Regions from separate parts of the Hordeum vulgare genome. Here region 2 is linked to region 1. The links are chromatin contacts, called in public Hi-C maps. All regions are on one chromosome and are shown on one strand. The core of a region is the stretch at or near the end of the contact, and the rest is flanking DNA. Distances in the headings are between cores, read along the strand shown.

Region 1 (6,987 bases), core at 2,210-4,709:
AACCGGTGCGGAGGGGAGGGAGATCCCGGGTCAGGCGGGGATTCGGCCTGATCTGGCCCGAGGAGTTAAGATGCGCTCAGGCGCTTTCCCAAATAAAAAAACTTTCTCGTTTTAGTTTTTTTGCAAAAAAAACAGCAAGTATTAAAAATAAAAAGGAAACAAAATAAATAATATAGGGGTATTATATACCAAATTTTTGAGAAAAATATTTCCTATTTGTTTATCATTTTTCCAAGACCAAAATAAAAACTTTAAAAAAATGTTTTTTCAGAAAACCCCTAAAGGTTTAATTTTCTTTTGTAATTATTTTCTCAATAAAAATCTGGTTTTCTTGGCTCAAAAATATTTCCTTGATTTTGGGAGGGTCATTTTCCTCCGCTCTTTCTTGCTTGCAAGAATTATTTTCGGGTATTTCTCGGGGAAGAAAAATAGAAATGCAAAAGCAAAAATTTGAAGAATTCAAATGCAAACTCCATTCAAATTCTTTATAGTTGAAGAAGTCATGTCATCTTCTCTCATTGTTTTTAATTGGATGAATTTGAATTTACCGGAGAAGGGGAAAGTCATTTTATTCCCTCTCATTCAAAAGTTTTTGAAAAGTTTCACTCAAGTTTTCAATTACACAAACAAACAAACAATTATATTAACATTCCAAAATTTAGGATGTTACAGATGTCACATAAGCAAAAAATATGACGTGATAACTAATTAATGAGAAGAGAGAGAAATTGAGTAACTTAGCTAGTTACTCATACTAGGAGTAACATAACGCATATCAAGACAATATGAGTTTAGGCTGGTCATAGTGGGGGTAACTAAGGTAGTATCATGTACTTGGAAAGAGCAAACATGCTGATGTGGCAGACAATTAAAGAAGAGACAGAGGTTAGAATAACATAGGTAGATACCGTAACATGTTAAATGCTATGCTACTATGTGTCATGCATGTCAATAAATGAGGTCATCTATGATACTAGTTTATGATACTATGCACTATGAAGGTACTATCATACAATAGTATCATATGCATGATACTACTATATGATACTCTCCACTATGACCAGCCTTACAAGCTAATAAATGAAAGATTCAATGTTACTACCCCTATGTTACTATCCACCGTGGAGTTTTAACTTAGACTAGTAACATATGCATGTTCCTACTCTATGTTACTCCCCATTTTGAGAAGTTTAAGGTTGGCCATAGTGGGGGTATCATAGCTAGTATCATGTACTTGAAACTAGCAAAACATGCTGATGTGATAAACAATTAAAGAGAGAGAGAGGGTTAGAGTAACATAGGTACATGTTGTATTATGTTAAATGCTATGCTACCATGCGTCATGCGTGTCAATAAACGAGATCACCTATGATACTAGTTTATGATACTATGCATTACGAAGGTATTATCATACAACATTATCATACGTATGATACTATTATATGATACCCCCCACTATAAATAGCCTAAGTTTCACATTGCTTCTCTAGATTAGAGTTAGTCTCTCCTATTGGTTAGCAACATGAGCGAGTTGCCTTTGGTGTGGTGTTTGATTCCTACCTAACGCTTTACTTATTACTACCATGTATAATAATTGAGAGGGTGCTTGGATACGTTTTAGTCCAATGACTAAAAGTAGCGTGACTAAAACTTGCGAGCCTTACCCATGCTTGGATTCAAATACTAAAGAGACTAAAATTAAGTTAATAAGCATTTATTATCCTCCAAACCCTCCAATCCAGAACTCGCATGTGTTAAAGGAGAGGAGTTAAATGAGGAGAGAGAGGACTAATCCATATTTTAGTAGGGGTACCCGTGACTAAAAGATTTTAGTCTCAAGACTAGTTTTAGCCTCTCTTTAGTCATGGGTGCTTGAAACTTTAGCCTCTTAAAGAGACTATTTTTAGTCCCTTGGATCCAAGCACCCTCTGATTAGAAGTGTACTACATTTTTATTGTATGACCCATCTTTCATTCTTACAAAGTGCCTAGGAGCACGTGCTATAACTAACTCTTAACCAAGGCTAGTTGTAATGGCAGTATAAGATCAAGTATAATAAGGTACAACCAGCAGACTGTAAGGACTCTTAACTAAGGCTAGTTGTAATGGCAGTATAAGATCAAGTATAATAAGGCACAACCAGCAGGCTGTAAGGATTAAAATACTATATTTTTGCTGAGTTGGATGAGAGAGAAGAGGAGAGAGAAGGGAACGGGCTCTTCGTGAAGAGCTAGCTCTAGCACGTGCTCCTAGATGCTTTGTGAGAATAAAAGGTGGACCATATATAATAAAAGTAGTACTCTTTTACAGCTAACTATTGTACAAGCTAGCTATAAGATGGACTACAAGATGGCTTATAGCCACCAGTTGACTATACTATTAACCATGCTCTAAGAGCATGGTTAATAATATAGCCAACAATCGGCTATAAGGAGTTGACATGTCATACAGAGTCAACCTAATAACTGGCATATACAATAGTAAGTTTTAGACGTGTACTACTTTAGTAATAGTTGGCCCACCTTACAATCTCACAAAGTGTCTTGGGTCTCGTGTTGCAGCTGGCTACTCACGAAGAGCCCGCTTCTCTTCTCTCTCCTCTCCTCTCTCTTCCAATTAAGCAAGAATATATATTATTTTAATTCTTATAGCCTGCTTATGTCACCTTATTGTACTTGCTCTAAGAGCAAAGACAATAATAGAGCCGGCTGCCGGCTGTAAGCTTATGCCATGTCACATATAGCTCATCTTACAACTAACATGTACAATAGTTGGTTAGAAGAGTGTACTACTTATTTATTATATGGCCCGCCTTTCATTCTTACAAAATATATGTCATTATACTCCACCAACATATATTTTGATATAGATGAAGTAATTTATTTTTTATAGCTAGCTCACTCAAACACTACTGTATTTGTTTTAAGCGGTATACAAATGCAAAGACGTGGATCAGGCCCACCCAGACCGGAGCACGACAAAGGGGCCGATTTTTTATAAATAAATATTTATATGGGCAGCGCGCTCGTGGCGGGGCAGGACAGTCAATTCCCCCCGACCCAAAACGCGAGGCCGCTCCCGCTCCCGCTCCCCGCGCAGGAGACGACAAGTCCAGCAAAAGCGTTTCCCCCGCCCCGCGCCACGTCACCGATCCGCGTGCAGGCACCCGTTGCTTCTTCCTTGTCCACCCTCCGATCCCCCGCCTCGCCATCCCCGCCGTCCGTGCACGTCACGCTCGGGTCTCCGTCCCCCGCACATCGATAAAGGCATTCAAAATAGGAAAGCTACATTTATATCGGCCGAAACTGCAGGATTCCTCTGACACGCCCGTGGTGCCCCCACCGCCAGGTGGTCCCGTCCAAGGATACCGCCCCACGCGGCCCACACGTCGGTGACCACGCGCGGAAACCCTAGGTCATACGCCGTCTGCCTCTGGTACACGCGGCGCAGCTCGCCCATTTCTTATCTACTGCCCCCGCCGTCCTCCCATCCTCCCCCGATCCAAATCCGAAAATTCCCCCCTCCCCGCTGCCCGCGCCCGCACTCTAGCTCTAGAGCTCGGCTCCACCGCCGTGGGCTCTAGCCGCCGTCGCTGCCATGGCGACCGAAGGGTCTCCCAAGTCCGGTGACATCCCGCCCTACCCCGAGGTGAGTTTCGCCCAGTTTTGATGCCCTGCTCCCGTGCTTTCCGCCGCCGTAGATTCGTCGCCGGCGTATTGTTTCCTTGTTTGGTAGATCCTTCCATTTGCCGGCCGCGGCCTGAGCGCCCCTGCTTCTCCTGGCAGATGATTCTCGCGGCTATCGAGGCGCTGGGCGACACTAACGGCTCCAATAAGTCGGCCATTTCCAGCTACATCGAGGAGAAGTACGAGGGCCTCCCTTCCGCGCACGCCTCCCTCCTCACGGCCAACCTAGCCAGCATGAAGGAGGCCGGCAAGCTCGCCTTCGTCAAGAACAACTACCTCAAGGCCGACGCGGTCTCCGCCACCCCGGCCAAGCGCGGCCGCGGCCGCCCGCCCAAGGACCCCAACGCGCCGCCCAAGCCCAAGCCGGATCCCAACACGCCCAAGCGCGGCCGGGGGCGCCCGCCCAAGGACCCCATGTCCGTCGCCGTCAAGGAGGCCGTCGCCAAGGCCACCACCGGCATGCCCAAGGGCCGCGGCCGCCCGCCGGGCCCCTCCGCGGCCAAGAAGGCCAAGGTAACCAAGGAGGCTGAGTCTCCGGCGGCCGCGTCTGGCTCCGCTCCTGCCAAGCGCGGCCGTGGGCGCCCACGCAAGGTGGCGGCTTGAGGCCTGCATGCTGTTGCCTTTCGGTCCGTGTATCTCGCCGTGGTTCCGACGGTGGTAAGCTCCTAGGTGTGACGGTGCTTGTTCGATTCGTGCTTCGTACTAATTGTTGTCTCGGCTTAGTTGCTCAGTATGCTGTAACCTGATCCAGATGAGTGTGCACAATGGATGGATGTATGGATGTTTTTAGCTTCGGTCGTAATAGTTGACTCTGCTGCTGAGAGTGAAGATGTTCATTTTTTTATCGCCATCTCTGTTGCTTCCGCATTATGATGAAGATGTTTGTCCTGTTCTTGTGTACTAGGTCACTGTCCCCTTGACTTGTTCTTGATTGTGGGCTGCCGCTTGAATTGTCACTTAGTGTTGAATTGTGGTTCAGCATGTCGTCGAAAGTTTGATTGTAGTGGTTGGGCGTTGATGTTTACTACTCTGTTCTGTTTAGTAAGATGATCTATAGTTCTCTTCTAGGTATATATGCATCATAGCACATTTTTATTTACAGAACATATTTATAGCTGCATCCTACAGTGGTACATACTAGCAATGTAGCTAGTTTGAATTTTGGTTTAGCCGGAGATAAAAAAATGTACTCCCTCTGTCCCAAAATAACTGTCTCAAAGTTTTACTAAGAGTAAGACACTTATTTTGGGACGGAGAGAGTACTGGCTAGTGTTCTGCTCTTATATAAGAGTGTTAGTTTATAGTATAAAGACTCACTATTAGGTATACATGCTTGAGGCTTAGCATTGTAGCAATTGGAATGAATTGATAATCTACTTTGCCTAAATAGCGTAATTGTTCACCATGTTTAGTAGTACTTACTTGGGATTGGGCTGATCGTCGCAAGTTAATCTGGTTACAAGTTTGCATATAGCTGTCAATAGATGCACCTGGTGGTGAAATGTTGCAGTTGATTGTACTCCCTCCGTCCCAAAGTTCTCGTCTTAGGTTTGTATATAGAAATAGATGTATTGAAATACTAAAATGTGACTAGATATATTCATACCTAACAAATCCAAGACAATAATTTTGATACAGCGGGAGTACTTCTCATGTTGCACTTTGTTTTGATGGCGACCTAGCTTGTATTTTCTTGTTTACTTGCTTGCATAGTGTTTCCGTGCTGTCAATGATATTGGCATGCGCTGTTCCCCTCGTTTTCCAGTAACTAGGCGCGCGTCTTTCGAGACGGGCCCTCTTTTGCCCTCCATTTTCGCCAAGAGCTTGATCTTTTGTTATGAATGGTTCTGGGGTGTCTCCTTCCGTGCTTCCATTGTTGATGCTTGGCGATCGGTTAGCTGCTTTGACATGACAAGCAGTTAACCTTAGCTGGGTGGACACCCCTCGCTCTCGCGGGCGGCAGGGCGAACCTTGGCCGTTGTAGGCCGCGCACTCCCCACCCCCTCTGCCTTGCCGCCGTCGGGCGAGGAGGCTGGCGTTGGCCGTCGGGGCTCCTGTCCCCCCTTGCCTGGTGAACCGCGGCTCGGGACGCGGGTCCCTGGCGAGGAGCACGCTGTTCGTGCGAGATGGCACGACGGCGATTCGGGCGGCGTGTGGGAGGTGCGTCCGCGTGGCGACGGCTGCGTGAGGATGGATGGTGCGGGCCTGTTCGTGGAGATCTTGAGGCTGGAAGTTGTTGGTGATTTCTCTCTAGATTCGGACGACAGGGGTCAAGGGCTGAGGCGACGTGGGCTGGGGGTGGTCCAACTAGGTTCCGGCGTGGTGAGGCATGCCGGCAGGTGTGCTGGTGGCGGGGCGGAGCTGTAGGGTCTGTTGACTGCAAATCCGGTGTAGCTTCGATGGTGGCTCATGCAGTTGGCGCAGGTGGTGGATGCGGTTGTCGTTCCCCTCGGGCTGGACCGATGGGTTGTGCTGCTGCTCAGCGGGGGCATGGGTGACGCTCCTGCGAGGCGGATCTGGCGAGCGGGTAGTGGTCGGATGTCGGGGCGGCAGCCTCGGATCTCTTCTTCGCGATGGCGGTCGTGCTGGTTGTGTGGGCAGTGCCACGACTGGAGCTCGGGTGCATCGTGACTTTGCCGCAGTGAGTGGGTCCTCAGTCTTGCCAGGGACACTTGGTGCCAGCCGGTGGGTTGGCTGTGGTGCGGGGCGTCGGATCTGGCCAGACGTGGCTGGTTCTGGCTCGTGCGATGGTGATGGGGTTGCCAATCAGCGGCTCCACGTGGTGCAGGCGGCAATGGCGGGGCGGTTCTCATCGATGGCTCCGGGCTTTGGTGGTGGGTGGTGGTTCAGGCGAGCGGCGGCTCTCATATGCCAATTCGAGGGAAAGACTTCTTTTGGTTGCTCGGGGTGAAAGCCTTGCTCTGTCCTTGGTCGGAGCCGACGACGACGATGCCTGTGGGCGTCGCTCATCTCCTTGGAGGCGTCTTTGTTCGAGGGCCTAAGACCTCTTCTCTCGCACTCCAGGGGAAACCCCTATTCCAGATTCCTGGAATGGATGATGACAACGTTTCTTCTTGGAGGCTTCGTTTTGGAGTGGTCTTGGCCTGTGACTGTCATCGGCTCGGTTGGTGCGCGGCCTCGGGGCCGCCGTGGAGCTTAGAACGACAATTCTGAATTAGTCATCATGGAGGGTTGCCGGCATTGGTCACGTGGGTGACGACGTCATTCGCTAGCCTGGTGTGCGACCTTGGGGTCGGCGTGGATGACAGAATGGCGGCTTCGGATTTGGTTGTGTGGTGTC
Region 2 (6,987 bases), core at 2,749-5,248, 580 kb before region 1:
GATTTCAAGTAGTTTGTTGTTGTCGTTGATTGTGTGTATGGCGGGTGTTTTTTCTCTTCCATTACAACGCACGAGCATTTTTGCTAGTATACCTAATAAGGCCCGATCTCAAGAGTAAAAGCTGTGAACTGGGCTGTCCGGCCAGCCGGACTGGACCAATTTATCTCATGTGTAGGTTTCATATAAGATTTGAGCCATTATATTTGTCCATGAAAAAAGGGACCTCCTAATCGGGATAGCAACTAGTTGCGAGCGTTTCTTCCGGAGCCTTCCAATGAACACTCCCAGCATCGCCACTTGATGCGTTTTCAGCTCCTGACACATGTCGCTCTTTAAGTGTTTTTTTTTTAATTGTTCTTTTATTATTTTTCTGCACATGTTTTTGCTTTTTAGGTGGGTTTTTTCGGATTTTTTCGATGTTCTGGTTTTTCACCGGTCTTTCTTACCTTCTGTATGATATTTTATTTTCCAAAAAAAGTACTTCCTCCGTTTCGGTGTATAAGTCATTCGCGTAGTTCTAGGTCATCAATTTAAGGAATTAAATATGTGTCATATGTCATGAAAAGTATATCACTAGATTTTTACATGGATGTATTTTCTAAATATATATTTTTTGTCACTTATGATATATATTTAGATAGTTAAATTATCGACCTAGAATTACGCGAATGACTTATACATCGAAACGGAGGTAGTAATGAAGTACGTGCTGATACAGTATAAAACAAATTAACCAAACTTGCTTGATGTAGAGGCAATCAAGAAAGCTGCATAAGTGAATATATAACCCACAAAAACCCGGAAGAAAAGGATGAAAACCTTTTGCCCCCCCCCCCCCCCCCAATGTTGGATTTACAGCTTATGCTCTGACCCGAGTAGCATGGGGCACCTGGAATCCCGTGTGAATCAGCAAGGACCACCTTGCAAGGCTAAATACTCCCGGGTGACCGGTATATCTATCTATGAGGTGTATGGGTTTTGCAAAACTCCATAGACATGCATTACGCGAAAAAAAAAACATTTTTTTCTCTTTTTGAAAAGCATGATTTTTCTTTCGTCGAAGGCACGGATTTGCTTCCGTGAGAGGCACGACCATGCCTCTTGGGAACAAAAAACTATTTTATGTTGTTTTTTCTCGAGAGGCACAACCGTGCCTCTTGAACGGAAAAAACGTATTTCTTATTCTTTTCGCGGTAGGCATGATTTCGTTTCCACGAGAGGCATGAATTTTCTTACTCGAAAGGCACATCCATGATTCTCGAAAACGGGAAAATATGCATTTTTTGTTTGATTTTTTTTCTTACATTAGAGGCACGGTTTTCCTTTCACGAAAGCCATGGCCGTGTCTCTCGAAAACGAGAAATAAACATGTTTATTGTTTTTTTTCTTTCATGCAAGGTACGATTTTGCTTCCGTGAGAGGTACGGCTTTGCTTTCGCGAGAGGCAAATCGGTGCCTCCTGAAAACAGAAAAACAAACGTGTTTTCTTCTTTTTTTTCCGCAAGAGGCATAGTTTTTTCGTTTGGTTTTTTCGTGAAAAAAGAGTTCGTCCAAACCTACCGACATGGATCTAGTTTTGAAGATCTTGATACGAGGAATCCGAAGATGAAAACGGTTCGAGATTTGAACGTACGATTTAAGAGATAAACTACTTTGAAAATAACAGTTCTAGAAAGAAAGAAAAACTCTCAGGTTACAACAGGTGACGGACATGTAGTACGCCCCTTGTTGCAACCTGAAAAAATGAATATAATCTTTGAAAAAAATATTTTTCAATTAATGATTTCACCTAATCGATGTTGTAAGCGCCGGGCTCCGGTCGCTCGCAGGCGGCCCATAGCGATCATGCCATATCAACCTGTGAATAAAAAGGTGATGTTACTTCGAGCAAAGTGGGAATCAATATCTACTCACCTAAGTCGAGTGCTTCGAGCCTTTCCGCTAGACCAGTCTCAGTTTGTTGCCTATGAGTAGGAAAGAATCCTATTTGACTTCTCTTTTAGTACAAATTACAAATTCAAAAATGTTCATGGATTTTGAACAAACGTTCATGATTTTTTTATAAAAAACTTAGCGAAGTTGAGAAAACATTCATCGAATTCCAAAAGAAGTTCAATAATTTGATAAGAGTTCATCGAATATGAAAAGAATCATCGATTTCAAAAATAGTTCATTGGAATTAAAAAAGTACACGAATCTAAAAAGAGTTCATCAATTTGAAAAAAAGAGTATCAAATTTCAAAAAAGTACATGAAATTTGAGAAAAGTTCATTATATTTCTAAAAGATCATGAATTTTAAAAAGTAAAAAAAAAACTTGAATAAAACCGCTCCAAAAACGACTAGCGAGTCTGTGAAAAAAGGTAGCTTCCCAAAACCAGGGAATCCCCGATTGAAGAGTGAAATAATATAAGCACTTAGAAAGCAGAAGTCCTTCGTTGGCCTAGTGGTTACGCTCGATTGCCTCGAAGGAGCTGGGTGCAGGTTTGAAGTCATGCGGCTCCATCATTTTTGAGCGTTTTAAACGAAAGAAAAAAGAAACACAAATGGGCCGAGCCCAGCTAACGCAAGCGCCGATTTGCAGAAACATGAGAAACTGGCCCTGCACCATCAAGTAAGGTTTGCCATGAAAACACTTGTACTTGTATGAATTAGGAGATACCTCTGTTTTTTTTGCTGGGTATGCTTTTTCTTTGTTTAATTTTTTTGTTGCAAGTAATATGTGTAGACATATTATTTCCCCTCCTTTCCTGTCTCAGCTTGGAACTTGTTACAGTTTCACTGATCTCAGAACTAGCAAACGTCAGATTGCCAACACTTCAACAACTAAACTGCAGCGGCCGGTAACAGCAAAGTTACGGACTTCAGGCTGCTAATTATTGTCCTTCCTGAGCAATTTTAAGATGCTCCATCTTATCCCCCCTTTCATACGGAAGCTACAAGGATAAGAGTTAATCAGATCCACTATTTGATATAGTCAACGGCTTTAGATTCATTATATACTCTTACCTTTTACATTAAAAGAGAGGGTAAAAGGAAGCATGTTAGAAAAACACGTCCTTGTTTGACCTCTTTCAATCTACCACTAGGGTTCACTTCAGGCACTCTTCAAACCTGCGGCGGCGGAAGCAGCAAATGTGATCATAGCGCACAAACAAATCTCTGAAACAAATGGTGTCTGCTAGCCAGCTAAAATGCTGGTAAACACACGGCTGAGGTTCTCCCATGGCTAGCCTAGCCTAAAAGTATCCCACTGGTAACCTCGCAAGGTCTGTCCACATGTTTATCTTGGTGATTAAGGAACTTTGAGCGCAGCAGCCACACGGTAACCAAAGCAGGGGGGCTGCTAAAAGATGAGGCCGATGGCTCAATCACAAAAGAAGTAAGGAGCTCAGAGTTGCGATCACCTCTGCCTTTAAATGGCGTGTGGGGAGAACACGGGACAGCGGGCAAGGGATAAAGAGCTTTTGGATCATGCATCTTCCCTAACACAAGTATAAGCTCAGAGGGGATAAACCCTCTTCTGCACGGATAAGGCTGATAACTGATTACCAGCAGCTGATTTTTCTTTCATTCACGTTACTACTTAAAACGCGTGACAGCAAGTTGAGCCTGCTGATTTGCATCCTGCAGTAATCCACTAATGCATCTGGCCTGAACTCAGTTCTTGAGGATGAGGTGAACTACCGGAAGACAGAATGTACGAACTACTCCCTTGTTTCTAAATACTTGTTGAATTAGACTGGTTCTCCCAACAACAAGTATTATGGTATAGAGGAAGTAGGAAGCAGGATGGAAGCTGCAGCAGGTCAGAGGTACAAAGTATAGACATGCGAACAGTTAGTAATAATACAAATAGTATTGATTATTGTAGTTCTGGTCCTCAACAAAGAAAATGATTGTTGCAATTCTGTCGTTACATGATCGCCACGCTATTAGCGCTGAGGCAGACACGTCGGTCACAGGTGGGACACGACTGGACATGCAGGGGCGAGTGAGAAAACGTGCATGTGCATGCGATCTACTCCTACATCGCACAATTTTTTAATGGGAGCAACGACGTGCGCTACTAAGTACCCTCGTTAAAAATATATTTTTCGATGCGCGTCAATAATAGATCCTTAAGGCATATACAACAATGGTCAGCTGTCTAGAAGGGAAGACAACTTGGATATTAAATGATGTGGACGAGAGAGAATGAAGGGAAAGAAATAATTCGTCGGTAGAATTACCAACGATCTGTAGTCCTGAAAATCTGATCGCTACATACGGCCTTCTACCATTGTATGGTGTGCCGTCTACAAAGCTGCATGTAACTGTCTCCTTAAACTGTGGATTAGTCTTTTACTCCTCCATATTTTAACGTGCTAAGCCCTTAGGACCCAAAGCGCTAGGTACCACTATCTCACGACAACGAAATAAAACCTTCGCTCGAAACATGTTCCTTTTTTCCAGAAAGGAACAAAAAAATTCATCAAAAATATAAAGCATCTTAATTTACATATAACAAAAACTCTAACCTGTTGCGGCCAAATAGTTATAAAGTGATTAAGAAATTCCAATACACGCAAGTTAAAGATAAAAATGACAACAAGATGACGACAAGGACGCCATCCACCCAAAGTTGAGAATGAAAACCCGAGGGGCAACACCTAACATAAAACTACTATTAATTGAATTGTGTTGCCTTGAAAATCACTCTAGCCCTAATGCACCAAACACACAAAGATATCGCCGGAGAGGGCAAGTATCTGCCCTCTGGTTGCGGGTTGTGGAGCTCCGAACATGAGAGGGCTACACGCGATCAACAAAGCCCTCGTAACGATGTTGCCCAAGGTTGATGGAGCAGATGAGTTGAAGGATTTCCGACCGGTTAGCTTGGTCCATGGGGCGGTGAAGATCTTTGATAAAGTCTTATCCTTGAGAGTTACTCACGACCTTCCTAGCCTTCTCGGAGGGCACCAGAGCGCCTTCGTCACAGGGCGGTCCGTCCATGACAACTTTATGATGGTTCAGGGCACGGCCAAGAAACTTCATTCTCTCAAGCAACCGACAGAAATTATCAAACTAGATATTTTCAAAGCCTTTGAGTCGGTGAAGTGGTCATTCGTGCTACAAGTCATTCAGGCCCTAGGCTTTGACAGGAGATGGATTGCATGGATAGCCGGCTTATTCTCCATCGCATAAACTCGGATCCTCATCAATGGCGTGCCAAGTGCACCAATAAGGAATAAGAAGGGGTTTAGGCAAGGCGACCTGTTGTCCCCTATGATGTTCATCATGATGATGGAACCCCTGCAGCGGTTATTTGCTCTCGCGGATAGGCAGGGCCTGCTCTCACCATTATCGAGAGCTCCAAACTAGCGGATCTCAGTATTCGCGGACGATGTTATGCTATTCCTGCAACCAAAGGACCAGGATCTACACATCTGCAATGCCATCCTCGGCTCGTTTGCAGATTGGTGAGGGCTACAGGTGAACAGGGCGAAGACATGTGCGATGCCCATCAGGTGCTCCGAGGAGCACATTGATAGGATTACGACCACGCTTGGTTGTGCTGTGGGAGTTTTTTCCTGCCGCTACCTTGGACTGTCGCTTAGCTTGTGGAAGTTAATGACGACGCAACTCGATGATCTGGTGGCCCAGGTAGCTCAGAAGTTGCCTTCGTGGAGTGAGGCCTCGCTGCCCAGGAACAGTAGGTTGGTGCTGGTTAAAGCGGCTCTTTGCGTCATTCCAGTTCACGCCATGCTCTCCATCCAGATACCGCCTAAGACAATCAAAGCTATCAACAAGATGTGTTGTGAATTCCTCTAGGATGGCGCGACGGAGGCTAACGGTGGTAAGTGCATGGTGGCTTGGAAGTCTGTATGCACTCCTAAGTGGGCGGTGGACTTGGTGTTCCTGACTTACAGTGGCTAAATGTCACGCTTCAGGCTAGGTGGCCATGGCTGCAGAAAACGGATGACTGCAGGCCATGGAAAGGGATTGATTTCAAGGTTTTGAATGATGCCAACAGGCTATTTCTGGCGGCTACATCTACCATGATCGGTGATGGCCGATCTTCTAGGAAGACAGGTGGATCAGCGGGTACACGACGCAAGAGATCGCGTCGAACTCGTATCAGCGTGTGCCTCGCAGAACGAGGAGGAATATGACCATCATGCAGGTGCTTACCGATGGTAGCTGGGCTGTGAGCGTTTGCCCAGACGTGGATGAGGGCACCCTTCGCGAGTATTTGACCCTTTGGTCGACGACTGTCATGATTCAACCAACGTTAGATTCGTAAGACAGCGTTAGATGGGCTTAGGAGGAAAATGGTCTCTAGTCTGATAGATCGGCTTATGTGGCAAATTTTGGGGGCCTCGTGAGGGCAAACTATGCGGTTCTAGCCTCGAAGTTCAAGGCGCATCTACAATGTCGCTTCTTCAGCTGGTTGGTCGCCAGAGATAGGTGGTGGACTTCGGACAGGTTGGCGCGGCGAGGGCTTCCCCACCAGGCAGCTTGCCTCTTCTGCGATCAGGTGGAGGAGACGATCAACCACATTATGCTAACTTGTGTCTTTGCCTGAACGGTGTGGAGCGTCGTGCTTGCGGCATTGGGCAAACCCGAATGGGCAGCATGCCAGGAGGACTCCATAGTGGACTGGTTCACGACGTGCTCGTCCGGCAGAGGGATGTCACCACCATGATCTCTTTGTGTCTTTGGGAGCTATGGAAGCATAGAAACAAGATCGTCTTCGAGGGATCATCACCATCAACGATGATGTTGATTGCTCGCATTGAGGCCGAGGGCAGAGCTTGGACGAGGGCTGGGATGTTTAGGCACAACATGGCAACCTTCGTGTCTGTGCTTGCTAGGTGGGCTAGTGCGAGTATTTAGGTCTTGGCCAGCCTTGTGAGGCATGGTGGCGGTGGTGGTGTTGTCAACAAATGTAAACACACGTAAACCTTGACCCCTCGTGGATGGGGCTCTTTCCCCCTCTCCTTCT

The links. A called contact is a pair of places that touch in the nucleus more often than the background predicts.
Region 2: a Hi-C map of seedling shows a contact between it and region 1, with 3 times the contacts expected there. The contact joins the enhancer-like site here to the promoter of LOC123396104 in region 1. A contact is called at or near these places in 1 of 6 Hi-C or Micro-C datasets (seedling) and 1 of 1 datasets of contacts at active chromatin or transcription factors (embryo).

The regions. Positions count from the first base shown.
Region 1 is chr5H:424,775,307-424,782,293 of MorexV3_pseudomolecules_assembly, reverse strand. It overlaps LOC123396104 (HMG-Y-related protein A-like), which reads left to right and starts at 3,459. Exons shown (of 2, transcript XM_045091148.1): 1 at 3,459-3,648; 2 at 3,786-4,528. The coding sequence starts at 3,598. The coding sequence ends at 4,289. It also overlaps the pseudogene LOC123396816.
Region 2 is chr5H:425,352,327-425,359,313 of MorexV3_pseudomolecules_assembly, reverse strand. No RefSeq gene overlaps it. Among protein-coding and RNA genes, the nearest start is that of LOC123395598, 93 kb to the left of the region's middle. Within about 2 kb of position 3,998, at least 3 of the 3 cell types and tissues checked have open chromatin away from gene starts, as enhancers often do. A contact at or near this core is called in seedling, where this site is marked.